Linked DNA regions of Bombyx mori: region 1 is linked to region 2. The links are chromatin contacts, called in public Hi-C maps. All regions are on one chromosome and are shown on one strand. Each heading gives the region's core, a stretch centred on a gene start, on an enhancer-like site or on the middle of the called end of the contact. The rest is flanking DNA. Distances are from core to core; before and after follow the strand shown.

Region 1 (7,095 bases), core at 680-3,179, 36 kb before region 2:
GTAGCTACCCGCGCGGATTCACAAGAGGTCCTACACCACCAGTAATAAAGTGTGAACCGAAGTGTAAATTAAAATAACGACGACTTCAAGAAAAAGTTAAATATTCATTGACTTGAATAGTTGAAGATTTTAAAATTCAAACCCCTTCTTCAGGCCTCAGAACGTAAATTACCCCCACCGAAACGAGAGGCAACGCCAAGGGAGAAACTCCTCGCTTCCATCCAGGTCGGCAGGCGACTGAGACCGACACCATACTCCAACAGGCTATGTGAGTACGATTATTTTATTTTATCTGAAATTCATGAAGAATCTTCTTGAAGAATCATTTTTTGTTCATGTTACTTATCAATAGATGGCGTTAGTATGTGAAATAGCAGTTTTCTTTCGTAAATTATCACCGCGTATTAACTAATTTTGCGTAAAAATTGTAAGTTTTTTATTTTGAATTGTGTTTTGTTATATGTTACTGTAATTTCAAAGGAATTTATGACAACTTAAGTATGTTTTATGAAGCTGTGGCATTACCGTGTCTAGGAGGATATCTAACAAGTTCCTAATTGTATTTCACAGATCCCACCCTACCCTAACTGGAAAGTCCTCCCCCGAACCATATCCTTATCTAAAAGTTGGTATATGTGAAATAAATTATATGGAAACTGATTTTACCTTTATTTCAGTAGAAATTGAGACTTGCTTTTTATCTTTTTGTTTTTGTTTAAATGTCTTTAGGAGAAAAAAAGTATGGTAGATTTCAGAGATGTTGTTTTTCTTGAGATATAATAAATTGTTTTCAATCTTTGTATTGTCAAAAACATAGGTCTTTAGTCTTGACTACTGACATACTGATAATATAATATGTATTACGACATAATCAAACGCTAAAACCACTACTTATTTTAGTTCTTTAAACCTAAGAGATAGATAGATAGATATTTTAGTTCTTCCATAGAAAATTAAAGTACATATAGACGTTATATATAATATACATAATTAGGTGTTATAAAAAAAAAATGATTTTTCATTCATGAAATAATACTGTAAGTATGTACTTTTTTTCTTTTCGTCAACTGACTTTTTTTTCCTTGGTTAGAGTAATTTTTTTAAAGGTTTTTATCAATATACGAGCTGACGGCTGTAGGTATCACAAACCGAATGGGCCACCGCCCAATTTGAGACACGATCTCAAAGTCTCAAGTAGTATTTAAACTCTTTATTGACCGTTAATCCACCATTAATCACCAGCGGAAATTAAAACGTCTATGACGCATTCAATAACGAACTAGAGTTCTACAAAGCGAATAAATACGCTTAAAGAAAACTCTTCCAGGCATATTTGAACCGAGAGAACTTATTTGGGATCTCTAACCTGAAATTATATGAACTAGAGGTCCCGCAGTAGTCGAAATTCGACTATAATTAATTGGAATTGTAAGTTTGTATACTATTAGGATTGTATTTTATACTTCTAGAATCACAAACTTCGCCAAGACTACACTATAAAAATATTAACAAAGACAAACAATACTTCATCTCAATTTGACAACAGACGTCAAGAAGAAAAGTTTGACAATAAATAGTATGCATGTGTGTGTGCGTCAAATACATGGTATGTAGTGTGTGTAATGTTTTCTTTATTGATTTAATGTATCTTTTATGCACTTCTTTATATTTCACTTCTTCTTTATATTCTCTATAAGTGTGGAAAATTTCATACTCCTCCGTCCGCGCAAATTTCGTAAAAAGGGATACAAAGTTTTTGCTTCACGTATTAATATATAGATTTAAAAAAAAACATAAGTATAACACTTTGACAGCTAGAAACGAAAACTCAGTGGGCTGATGCTGTTAGCTAGATTTTACATCGAGTTCTTCGACGAGAACGGTTGTCTAATAAAACTGTTAGTGGATCGGGTGGATCCGTAAGGACGTGCCTAGGGTGTCCTTCCACCAATACATGCAGTACGCTGTATAGTAAAGAGAACTTTACCCTTATCGTCTTCTACTAAACGCCCTAGCATAACTATAAACATGGGGTGGCCCTATTTCTTGTAGTTGTATGAGTAAACCATTTTCAAAATATGAAATTAACTAAGTTACTCTAACAGCACGAATCGCAAAAATACTATTCCACCAAGGAGGTTAAACGCCTAATATTATTACATAAGAACCCGGTCGATACCCGAATTGCCCGGTGACCTAGACACCCATTTATATTTGCCAGACGAGCTGACGCCTTTTACGTCTTAGCCGTATATTTTATCTTCAGAATTTTGCGAACAAAACTGTTTTATTTGTAGGGCACAGAGAAAAACCTTCCTTAGTAGTCAATAAAGTAAGTTGATTTTCATGTATTAAGTGCTTAAATGAGGTTCCGGCTCTTTCACACAAACTGTATGTATGATTATTCAATTTGATATTTCTTAAGAGAGTTATCAATTATCTAGGAGACAAAAATCATTAGTTTATGAAACATTTCTCTTGGAGTATATCTGTGATGCGAAACTGGAAATTGTTTTTTTATTTTTTTACCATTTTCTGTTCATATCCTACGACGTCCTGTAAATTTTTGCTAAATTGAACAATAGTACTTAGTCGATTGTTAGTGAAACTATCTTATATCTCTATCTACTTATTCGCTATCTAAGGGGCTATTTCAGCTACGGGCCGAGGGGTAGGTGAGCTTACGGGCTTAATATGAAATAATTTGCTAACACTAGCTCAAGCATGAGTAGTGCTTCGTAGAATCTACCACCGGATAGGAATCGCGACCCACTGAGAAGATCTAGCGAGGAACTCAGTGGGTTACGGCGCAGTCTGATTCCTGAGCTGAATGGGTGGGTTCGAATCCCACTTTGGGGAAATGAGTGTGATTGATCCCTGGTTATTTATTTCTCTATTTCTCTTTGATCGTCCCAAATTACGATGACACAAAACAGGTACTTCGGATATAAAGAATTTGGCATTGAATTTATTTATTTCTTAAGAAAAAGTGACTAATTTGAATTCGATATTCGTTTGCGGAAAATCCAGAACCTTCTGACGTCACGAAGTCCTCCTACTGAGGTAATTGGAGGCTATAAATTAGTAAGCCGTAAAACTTGTGTGAGACCATGTACTCTCTATCTCTCGAACTATTCTTAAAGTGGTGCAGTAATGCGTTTCGATTTGAGGGTCGAGCCGCCACTATATGTACTATGCCACTGAGATTTAGACCTTGTGTCTCAAGGTGGAAGGTAGCGTTCACGTTATAACGCGTATCGCCTATGATAATATTTAGCACAGGAATGTGAGGTTCAGCCAATGTTATATTATATCTATGGAATTATTTTTTTTTGGAAAAGCAACATAAAAATTCATTATAAAAAAATTTGACGTGATTACGTCTTATAAATCGATGAACACCGGTTGCACGCACGAAAAAGTGTCACGTTCCGCCTGAGGCTGAGGGTGCAAGCGAGAGCGCGGAACAAGTGATGGAGATGCACGATCGGCCCAAGCGTTGGCTTGTGACACATTTATCTCTCTTCTCGCAGCTGGAATAGTTCTGCTACTGACCGTCCGATCGTCCGTAAACCGTCTTTATAGGCAATCAATTTTTTTCTAAACCAGTTTACACAATTACACAATCTTTCTGTTTATGTTCATTAGCAGAAGAAGAAAGAACAAAGCAATGCGTTTATAAATATTCTGTGAGTACGAACAAAGTACTTATGTTGAATGTACATAGAATCTGTAAGACCTATTTCGCATAACAAATAAAACACAATGACAGACAGACCCGATAACAATATTATCACTAGAAAATAGAATTCCTTTACGTAACTGTTCGTCACGATCGCCGCGTGGAACTGTAATTGCTCGCGATTGATATACATATCGACGCTTGAAAGGCAAACATGACTAAGCGACAATAACTGCTTTGTACGTAAATGATAGGCAAATACCATATTCGATGCGCAAAAAATATATATTTCTAGGTCTATTAAAATCATTTCAATCCTACAGCTACTAGCTGGATTATATTACAGTTAGATACGTTAAAATAAATTTTGGTTTCAGGTATTTCTTCAACTTTAAATTAGTCTACTGTAAAGTTCACGCATTGTCGCTTAGTCACGTTTGCCTTCTTGATATGTACTTACTCTGTGTGCCTACACACAGCTCGTATGTTGTTGTTAAAATGACTACTAAAACAAAACAAACAAAAACGATTTATAAACAGAGAAGAATATGGTAGGTACTTAACTACTTTTTAATTGCCTATTTATGGATAAATGCGAGATTTCACCACGTTCGTTGATAACGCCTCTGAGTTTTGGTCAAATGTCAAAAACTGTCAAAGTCCCATAAGTTTTAAGTTTATTTAATGTTCGTATTTTAATGGGAAATTTAATAGCGAAACTAGGCACGCCAAGACTTTCTACATAAAATTGCATTTAAAAAACCAATTGAATATTGAAATATTTCGACTTTTTAATTTTTATTTATTACTTTCTTCATTTTTTGTATTGCATTCGTCTAGGGCGAACGAATTCACGGCCTACCTGGTGTCAAGGGGCTAGTGAAGTCCATGGATATCACGGCGTTTTAATAAGGTATTTAGTAAAGAAAGCGAAGCGTAGGTAGGCCTCCCACATGGCTAAAGCATGTGGCACGATAAGCCTCGGGGGAATCCTATGGCCAGCATTGGACGTCCGTGGGCTGGAAAAAGGTACATACATATATCATAAATTACTGGATGGTGGTAGGGCGTCTTCTGAGCCCGCACGGGTATATACCAACACCTTGGCTATATCTGTCGCGAATCATTAATATGTCCTATTTTGAAAAATGGGTAACCCATTGTACTTTAATAGCACAATGGATGACACTAATACGTAGAACTTATGTCTCAAAGGGGTGGTAGCATTTATTTTGTTGGTGTCTATGGAGGGCCAGAGGTTGGTGTCTAAGGGAGTGAAGTCGTTTCCCGTTTAAGCAATAAAACCTGAGCTAGGAGTTTAAGGAAATCTTTAAAAAATTACCAATTTAATGGTGACCTCAGACTTAACTTACCTTTATTTTATATATTCTGACTGTCAATATGTATATCTTATACCATTGGCGAAAACGTCGAACATCCCAGAATTTATTTCATTAACCTTTAATTCATACCATATCGGTACATGGTTGAATTGAAAAGTCCCGCACAGCTGATTCAAATGACTTCAAACTAGCAGGTCATTGTCGCATTGTTTGATAGGAATTCGTGTACACCGGCTGCTCTACACATACCTGTACCTATTAGGCCATAGATTGTTTGAAGGTTTTTAGTTTCGAGTTATGAAACTTCAACCTTATGTGGCGTGGACATCGACATGTAGATAGATAACACTGCAAAAATTTAAAATGAATAGGTTACATAAATCGATTTCAATTTTTCTTTTTAAAAATACCAACGTTTTTAAATCTTATTTTCCAAACCGAAAGGATTGTTGCACAGAATATACTGCTCTGTAAAAAGAAAAGACAAAAAGCATGAACACAATAGCCGGTACTGGTTGAAAAAGGTTGGTTGCATAAAACGAGTCTATTGATCTGGTCGGACCTATTCATGATTACCTTGACTTAATATTGGAATTTTACAATTTCTGTATCTAATTACTTATAAAACTCTTTTTAATAACAGTCTTGAAGATATATTAATTAATATATAATCGATTTTGTAAAATTTTCTATGTAAAAACAATAAGTGAAGTAATTAAAACAGAATGAATCAACTATATTAACAGGTTTATACATACACGAGAATTGTTACTTATTAAAATAAGCAGAAGAAATGAAACAATGAAATGAATTTAAGAGACCGCTTACTGGCCTCAGTACAGCAGCGCGTACAATCTCCAAGAATTGCCGCAGTCCGTCTTAGGATGTAACGGAGCACGCCCGTCTGTGACTCTTAATTTAAAAAAAAAATTGACATGGATTGTGGCGCGTAGATTTTGAATATGCGAATGGAAAGAATAAAACATTTGTAAATAAGATTAATCATTCCCTATTGTGTGGCTTCCAATTCAACGCGCCACTGCCAGTTAGTTCTAATAGGATTTTCTGTTACGAACGGATCCGACTTCGCGGAAAATCATTAGTGGCGGTTGCAGTTATCTTAGTGCTGAAGTGACCTTTATTGTATCGTGCTAAAATTGAATTTTGTATTTGTGTTTAATTCGTTAAAATTTCACAAAATATGGGAGTTTTTATTACCAACACTTTGGCGATGGAAATAAGCCGTGAGTACTCTTATATAAGTTTTCTTTTTAACGGAATAGAGAGACAGAAAATAATATCTAATGTTTTCATATATATTTTTTCTCTAACGAAAAGTTTTTACGGAAAATAGTAAAAATAAAGTGACATTTAAATTTTAGATTAAATATAGATCTTATCAATGATTACGAATTATGCTAATGCAAATTGAATTTCATATCACAAATTGAAATTTAGAATTAGTATGCGGTAAATAAGGACTCCCTTGGCATGGCTGATATCTAAGAGCGATGGTGATCATTGACCATCATTTTGACCGATGAGTTGGGCTTAACTTAGCCTTCGGTGACTGTAAAATCTCATTAATCTTTTGTCTTACAAGGGAACCGTTCTTGTTTGAGTGACGTAATATTGTATAAAACGGGTTTTTCATATTAAAACTTCCGATGGTAGATTCTAGGAAGCACTACTCTTGCTAGAGCTAGTATTAGCAAATTTTCTCAGCTTAAGCCCGTGAGCTCACCTATTTGACCGCGCTTAGTTGGAATAGCCAAACAAGTTACCAGTGATTAGGTAGAGGAAAGATTCGATTGAGATAATTTATATTTCAAGAGATCATGGGAGTCCGTGAGCTCGCCTGCCCGTCTAGGTGTAGCTGAAATAGCCATCTAGGCTACCAGCCAATAGGTAGGGAAAAAGGAATGCTCTGAAGAGCTGAGGATCATCTCGTACAGTTCATCTTCTTTTGCCATCACGCCGCTCGGCACTGGAGAGCAGTTCTCAATACTACCTGGAACCACTTTGTTCATCTACAATTCGTATCTAGATTTTTTTACCAGCTTTGGACTG
Region 2 (6,676 bases), core at 731-3,230:
TAGGCAATTTAACGGTATCAAATCTAAAATTATTTTTGTATTAGATGCAAAAAAAGCTTACCTTTTGACCTTTTCTAGTTGACCTTTGGCTTTTGATATTACCGTAGAGCTTACTGATTGATTACTTGACTTGTTATTTGGATCACTGAACATTTAAAGCTCTTAGAAAATACTTCTAAAAGTATGTAGTTACTTGATAGAGTTTTACACCAATGTGTTGGATAAATCTAAATATCTAAAAGCGTATGTAGTAGATTCAATTTTAAAACATGTAATTAATTTCTGTTATCTAATTTGGGTTGCATACATCTCCAATTAAGTTACGTCAGTCACGTCATCTATGGTATTGGGATTCGTAAGTGTAAATAATATAAAATTATACGTATCTAATTACCGTCTCATTATCAGATCTTAAGTTGTATAAACTAGAACAAATTGCTACCGCTTTATAATTCTATGAATCTAACCACAAATGTATATATAACTTAAAAAATATGTACTAAGCAATTATGTTTTTGTTTCTTCAACGTTTTTATGATAGAAAATAAAAAAATTCCTACCTATATTTTTTTTTATAATATAGAGTTTCATCAATCATCCGAAGCAAAACAATCCTCCATTTATTCGTTTGATCAAATATTAATTCCATTATACCCAAAGAGATGGAAAAAGAAAATTAAAAACCTTCATATTTCACATTTGAAAGGTTCTTGTAATCTGTATTCCAATTTTGGGTGTAGGTATACTGAAATCGAATAGAAAATACATGGAATTTTTCTGAAACAACGACTGATATTCTCTGAATACTCTCTCTCTCTCTTTCTCTCTCTGTGTCTCTCTCTCTGTCTCTCTTTGTATTTTTAATTATTAATCGATAAGTTGAATAATTATCGATTAAAAAAAACGTTTCTTTGTGTTTGCCATAATAATGAATTATGTACATAATAATAAATATGTACATTTTGAACATTTCGAAAGTGATGATGATACGGGTATGACAGTTCAGAATCTAATTTCTTGCACACGTTCGAAACAACCTTGCTGAAAAGGTCAGCTATTTTTAATGTATAATCTAATTTTTTTCTTTTGTCTCGTAGGCGATTCTTATTTTCTTATAATATACACAAGAATCGGCGGCCTTTAAATGGGTTCTTTATAGATCTTTTTTTAGAAAGTCGTTTAACGTTTTCTGTTTTATTTAATTCATTATATACGTATTTGCCTATTTACTTACGTTCCAATAAGTATCTTTTTGTGTTGTTTTGTTTTCTTTCTGTTTTGTTTAGTAGCTCAACAGCACGTTATTATTTAAGTGAAAGTTTCGTTCGTCTTAATATTCTGTGAAGTTGCCAAAGTATACAAGCTAGAAGATGAACAAGCGTCTTATTGGATTTACAGTAAATACCTCATCCGTATCGTTAATGCATTTTGTTAACTTCTTTTTTTTTATGGAACTACCTAAGCTGCTGGTCTTAAGAGACCATTTCAGCGTAATCTTTACTAGTAAGTGAGCTCACGGGGCTCAAACCTGACGTCGTTCCTAACACTAATCCTAGCAAGAGCAGTGCTTCGCAGAATCTACCAGCGGATCGGAAACTCGACCCACTGAGAAGAATGAGAGATCCGGCGAGAAACTCAGTGGGCTGTGTTTGTAAATTTTTAAGGGTTAATTATTTACTCGCCGAGCCCTTTATCGCAAGCGACGGCGACGCTGCGATGGGTTCGACAAGAACGATGACCGGTGCTTAGGGTACCTAAAAGCACCGTTAGTGGATCGCAACTTGTTAAATATGTTCAGATTCATACCAGTAACATCATATAATGAATCACTTACATTTTACATTCATTATATCAATATATACATAGATAGGTATGTTCAAATGGCACTAATGATCGATATTTTTGTTGCAGCGACAAGTGGATCTGGCAGCGGCCCAGGCGGGGGTGAAATGCGGCGCGGGGGTGACGTCACACCGCACACACAACCCCAGCGGAGGCTCATCAAAGTCGACTTTGACAATCTAGAGGTTAGAACGCGACTGATCTATGTATTTTAGGAGAGGCGTTACGTCGCTTTCATAAAGTCAGATATTGGATGCGTTAGGCAACCGATAAATGCGGGGCTTAGTGACATGTATTACATTTGGGGAATTCTAAAGACAGACATTACTAATAGTTGAAGTCGTCGTGGCCTAAAGGTCACCGGTGCACTCGTGTTGAGCGATGCATCGGTGTTCGAATCTGAGGCGGGTACCAATTTTTCTAATGAAATACGTACTCAACAAATGTTCACGATTAACTTCCACGGTGAAGGAATAACATCGTGTAATAAAAATGAAATCCGCAAAATTATAATTTGCGTAATTACTGGTGCCTGCCTATTTCTGCCGTGAAGCAGTAATGTGTTTCGGTTTGAAGGGTGGGGCAGCCGCTGTAACTATACTGAGACCTTAGAACTTATATCTCTAGGTGGGTGGCGCATTTACGTTGTAGATGTCTATGGGCTCCAGTAACCACTTAACACCAGGTGGGCTGTGAGCTCGTCCACCCATCTAAGCAATAAAATAAAAAATAGTTTTGCAAACGAAATCGAGCTTCCAAGAAAACGAAATGGTGTTATTTTTTTATTGATTGCTGATTGATAGGTGAACGGTCTTATGGCTCAACTGATATTAAGTAATTTAGTGGCCCATATATTATTATATAACCAAATTAATACCCTTTACGTATAATGAGTTTTGTGATCGGGTAGTACTGCATAATCTGTTTTCCACCCTGCAAACCGGAGCGCAAAGCTGCTTCGTGGCATAATTATCTAGGATGGTAATACCGGTCATACAATATGCCCTAACACCAGTAATTGAGCAAACTACGGGCTTCCTTAGAAAATATGGTATATGTCGCCGGGATTTGAACACCGAAATAGTCGCGTCGCTTGATACGAATATACAACAGGCGTCAATATCATTTAGGCCATGGTATCTTCTAGCTGCTTAGAAGTTCTGATTTGTTTCTTTTGATGATTTTCGAATTTTAGGGAACAAATATATGTCTTCCTTATTCTCAAAAAGAAATAGATATTCGAAATCAACATTAAATTGCCGTGTAGATTTTTAAATAACTTTGTTCGACCACTTATCTTTTTTGTTTTTTTTATTGCAACCGCACGTCACAAACTCACGTATTTGCAAGTTATTCATGCGTGTAATGACTTGTGCAGTTCGGCAGATATTACCTACCACTGAAAAGTATGTTAGTAAAGTTTCCTTGCATTCAAACTTATATTTTAATAAGTTTGAATGCAAGGAAACGTCTTTTAATTAGGGGGCTAATAATTGGGGGCCTCGATATTAATTTTCTATATACGACGATGATATTGCTCCCACAAATTTAGACTTAAATACCCGGCTTTGTATCAAGATGGTTCTTAGATTAACGCTTCCTTCACTTTAACAACGCAATAAAGTTCTACTAGATCTAACAGACTTTTATAAAAATACTAGCCGTACTCGCCCACTTCGCTGGGCATTTAAAATTAACATTATTATTTATTGTCATTATTATTAGGGAGACCAACACTCATATAAATATTGGCGTATCCATTAAGTGCATATATCTTCTGATACCAAGTTTCAAGCTAATCGGATGCATGGTTCAGTAGTTATAACGGAACATCCGTAAAAACCACTGTAGATTTGTATGTTATTATAGACGAATCTGCCGAAAGCAAAAGATAATTTACTATACGATCTTCAATACTTTCTTGTCTTTAAATACATACGCTATCAGTTAAATAAGCTCTCGAGTCTCCAAAAGGAGTTTTAACAGAATGCTTAAACATACATAATGTACACAAGTCAAATTTTTCTCATGTACTCAGTGAACATTTTACATTATAATTTTTTGTGGCATGATCTCAATTCCAGATTTTTTTCTATTTTAAAAAGACACACCTAACTTGAAAAACTTTGGAGGAAAAAGGCTGATGTTCCATGCCTGTCACTCTTAGCGTGACTTGCATAACTAACTAAATGAATCAAAGCTTTTTTGGTGTCTTACCTAAAAATTGTCACCGCATCAAACTGGTTCGAAGTAAAAATAGCTTTGCATAGTGCACAAAATTATATCCAAGCACTTGTCCTAACATATTTCCCAAGGCTTCGCTGCCCCAGATACTTGAGGGTACGTGACTCTCACCGTTACTACATCAGGAATAAGATCGCAAATTGTTTGTATATTTCATGGACGGAACTATAGCATACATTGGAATGGTGGTAAATAACCAGACCGTATAAAGGTCAATACTCTCAAATATGATTATGAAGGTGTGGTTTTATTCTTATTAAACGAATACGTAGTATATTTCAAATTATGTTGTTGATACTTAGCTTTATATTAGCAATCTTGATAGTAGCTTAAAGGCAAGTATCACTCATTATAAATCTGGACATTAGAAGTATATGCATGATTAGACTTTTTGAAATTGATAAATTTAAATGGAAATCGTTTAGAACCATAGAGGCTATTCTTTGTCTAGATCAGGGGTTCCCAAACTTATTTTGTCTACTGCCCACTTTGAAAATAAATTATTTTTTAGTGCCTCCACTATAACGACTATAGCGAGAGCTCTGTCGTTGTCTAAGAATCCTTTTAGATGAAATTACAAATCGCCTCCGAAGCCTCCACACAACGCCCCCATTTTTTGGTTCTCTTACCGCCCCCCATTAGACCTGCAGCGCCCACAAGGGGGCATTATCGCCCACTTTGGGAAAGGCTGGTCTAGATACTAATGGTCGGGTCAGAACGCTCGAACTAATATGCATAAAATGGGTTTTACACAAATTACCAATTACGTTATTTTTCAATATGGAGATTTTTTTTATTGCTTTGATGGGGAGACGAGTTCACGGCCCACCTGATGTTAAGTGGTTACCGGAGTCCATAGACATTTACAATGTAAATGCCGCTACCCACCTTGAGATAAGAGTTGTAAAGTCTCAGTGTAGTTACAACGGCTGCCCCACCCTTCAAGACGAAACGCATTACTGTTTCACGGCAGAAATAGGCAGGGTGGTGGTATTTACCCGTGCAGACTCACAAGAAGTCCTACCACCAGTCAAATGTTAATGAAGGTTGTCGGCGATGAGGTGAGAACGAGTTTTAAGTATGGAGTTCCAGTTGCATTGATTCCAAGCTAAGGCCAGTGTACGGCTATGATATAAAGATTCAATTATCGCATTAAGCATGTGAAACCTTCGTTACCTAATAGGTAAATCGCCCGCATCAGGCGTAGTTAACACGTGCTCTCAGTCAACTTTATTGCGATGGAAGGTAGGCCAAGAGCTCATTTTCCCGTCCGAGCGTAACTAGAATAGCCCCCTAGGCTACCAGCGAATAGTTAGGGAAAAAGAAACATAGAAAGAAAGAAAGAAAGAAAGAAAGAAAAAGAAAACTCATGTGGTCATACCGAGAAATAAAAAACTCCGAGTATTAAAAGTATCTGTAGAAAAGCCAATGTATTTTTTTACTAAACCTCTCAATAAATCAGAATTTGTGCGCAAAAGAAACTCATTAATGTTACCGAATTGTGGAATTCGTCACTGCTCTCATTATTTTGTATCATAATCGATTTTGAACTCGCGTTGACATTGATTTGATTACGTTCGTTACGTGAGTGAAATTCATTCGAGACATTTCTGGAAGTTTGTGGAATTTCATATAATAAAAAGAAAAAATGTCATTTATCACAAGTTAAAGCGCTGTCTGTTCACAGTTATCATTTGGTACCTGCCATGGGTCACAATGACCCATCGTCGCTTTTGCTTAATGTTGATCCAATTAATACAGAAACTAGCTAAATATTAGTTTTATACAGTAAAACAGGTATTATATAATGTTACTTAACTGTATTGATATTATAACGTGGTGTTGCATGAAACATCGCATGTAACGTGTTATACAGTAAAAATGAATTATTAAAAAGTATTTCAGTTTTAAATTCATGTGGCTCTCTAAAAAAATTTAGAGGTTTGATTACGCAAGTGACTTTTACTCTAGTCGAACGTGAATTGGACCGTGAAACGACGGAACCATCTATTTCGTGAGAGTTTTCGGTAAATCTAATATTATTAATACTAAAATAGTAATACTAATTAGACGTAGTTTGACAACAGAACATTAAATTTTAAAAAATATGAAATTAAAAAAAGACAGCACATACACTTACGTTATTTTGAATATTGTTTTGTTAGTTAAATAGTAATTAGAGTTTAAATTGTAATTAATATTGTTCAAACTCGTCATTCCTCTTAGGTTCAGCATTAATTTTTTTTGTTAGAAAACATCTATGACGCAATCAAATTGTTACGAAGGTGATGCTAATTCGATGAAAAAGGGCTCACTTCAAGAAAATAAATAAAAACAAAAAAGCCACTCTAGAGTCTTATTTAAATAGACTTTCGCTTAGAAATCGGGTTCTGAACTTGTTATGCCCAATCCGAGTCCAACTGTATGTTTTTATTTTTATTTTTTTTATTGCTTAGATAAGTGGACGAGCTCATAGCCCACCTGGTGTTAAGTGGTTACTGGAGCCCATAGACATCTACAAAGTAAATGCGCCACCCACCTTGAGATATAAGTTCTAAGGTCTCAGTATAGTTACAACGGCTACCCCACC

What was found. Hi-C and Micro-C count contacts between places; a contact is called where the count stands out from the background.
Region 1: a contact with region 2 is called in a Hi-C map of posterior silk gland, with 1.6 times the contacts expected there. The contact joins two enhancer-like sites. A contact is called at or near these places in 2 of 7 Hi-C or Micro-C datasets (posterior silk gland and whole pupa).

What each region holds. Positions count from the first base shown.
Region 1 is chr4:15,832,040-15,839,134 of ASM3026992v2, reverse strand. LOC101738498 (protein spire) reads left to right here. Exons shown (of 17, transcript XM_062668357.1): 8 at 154-268. It overlaps LOC110386031 (a long non-coding RNA gene), which reads right to left and starts at 5,530. Exons shown (of 2, transcript XR_009973043.1): 1 at 5,056-5,530; 2 at 4,449-4,701. Within about 2 kb of position 1,929, at least 2 of the 8 cell types and tissues checked have open chromatin away from gene starts, as enhancers often do.
Region 2 is chr4:15,796,030-15,802,705 of ASM3026992v2, reverse strand. It overlaps LOC101738498 (protein spire), which reads left to right. Exons shown (of 17, transcript XM_062668357.1): 9 at 1,912-2,027. Among protein-coding and RNA genes, the nearest start is that of LOC134198821, 5.8 kb to the right of the region's middle. Within about 2 kb of position 1,980, at least 3 of the 8 cell types and tissues checked have open chromatin away from gene starts, as enhancers often do.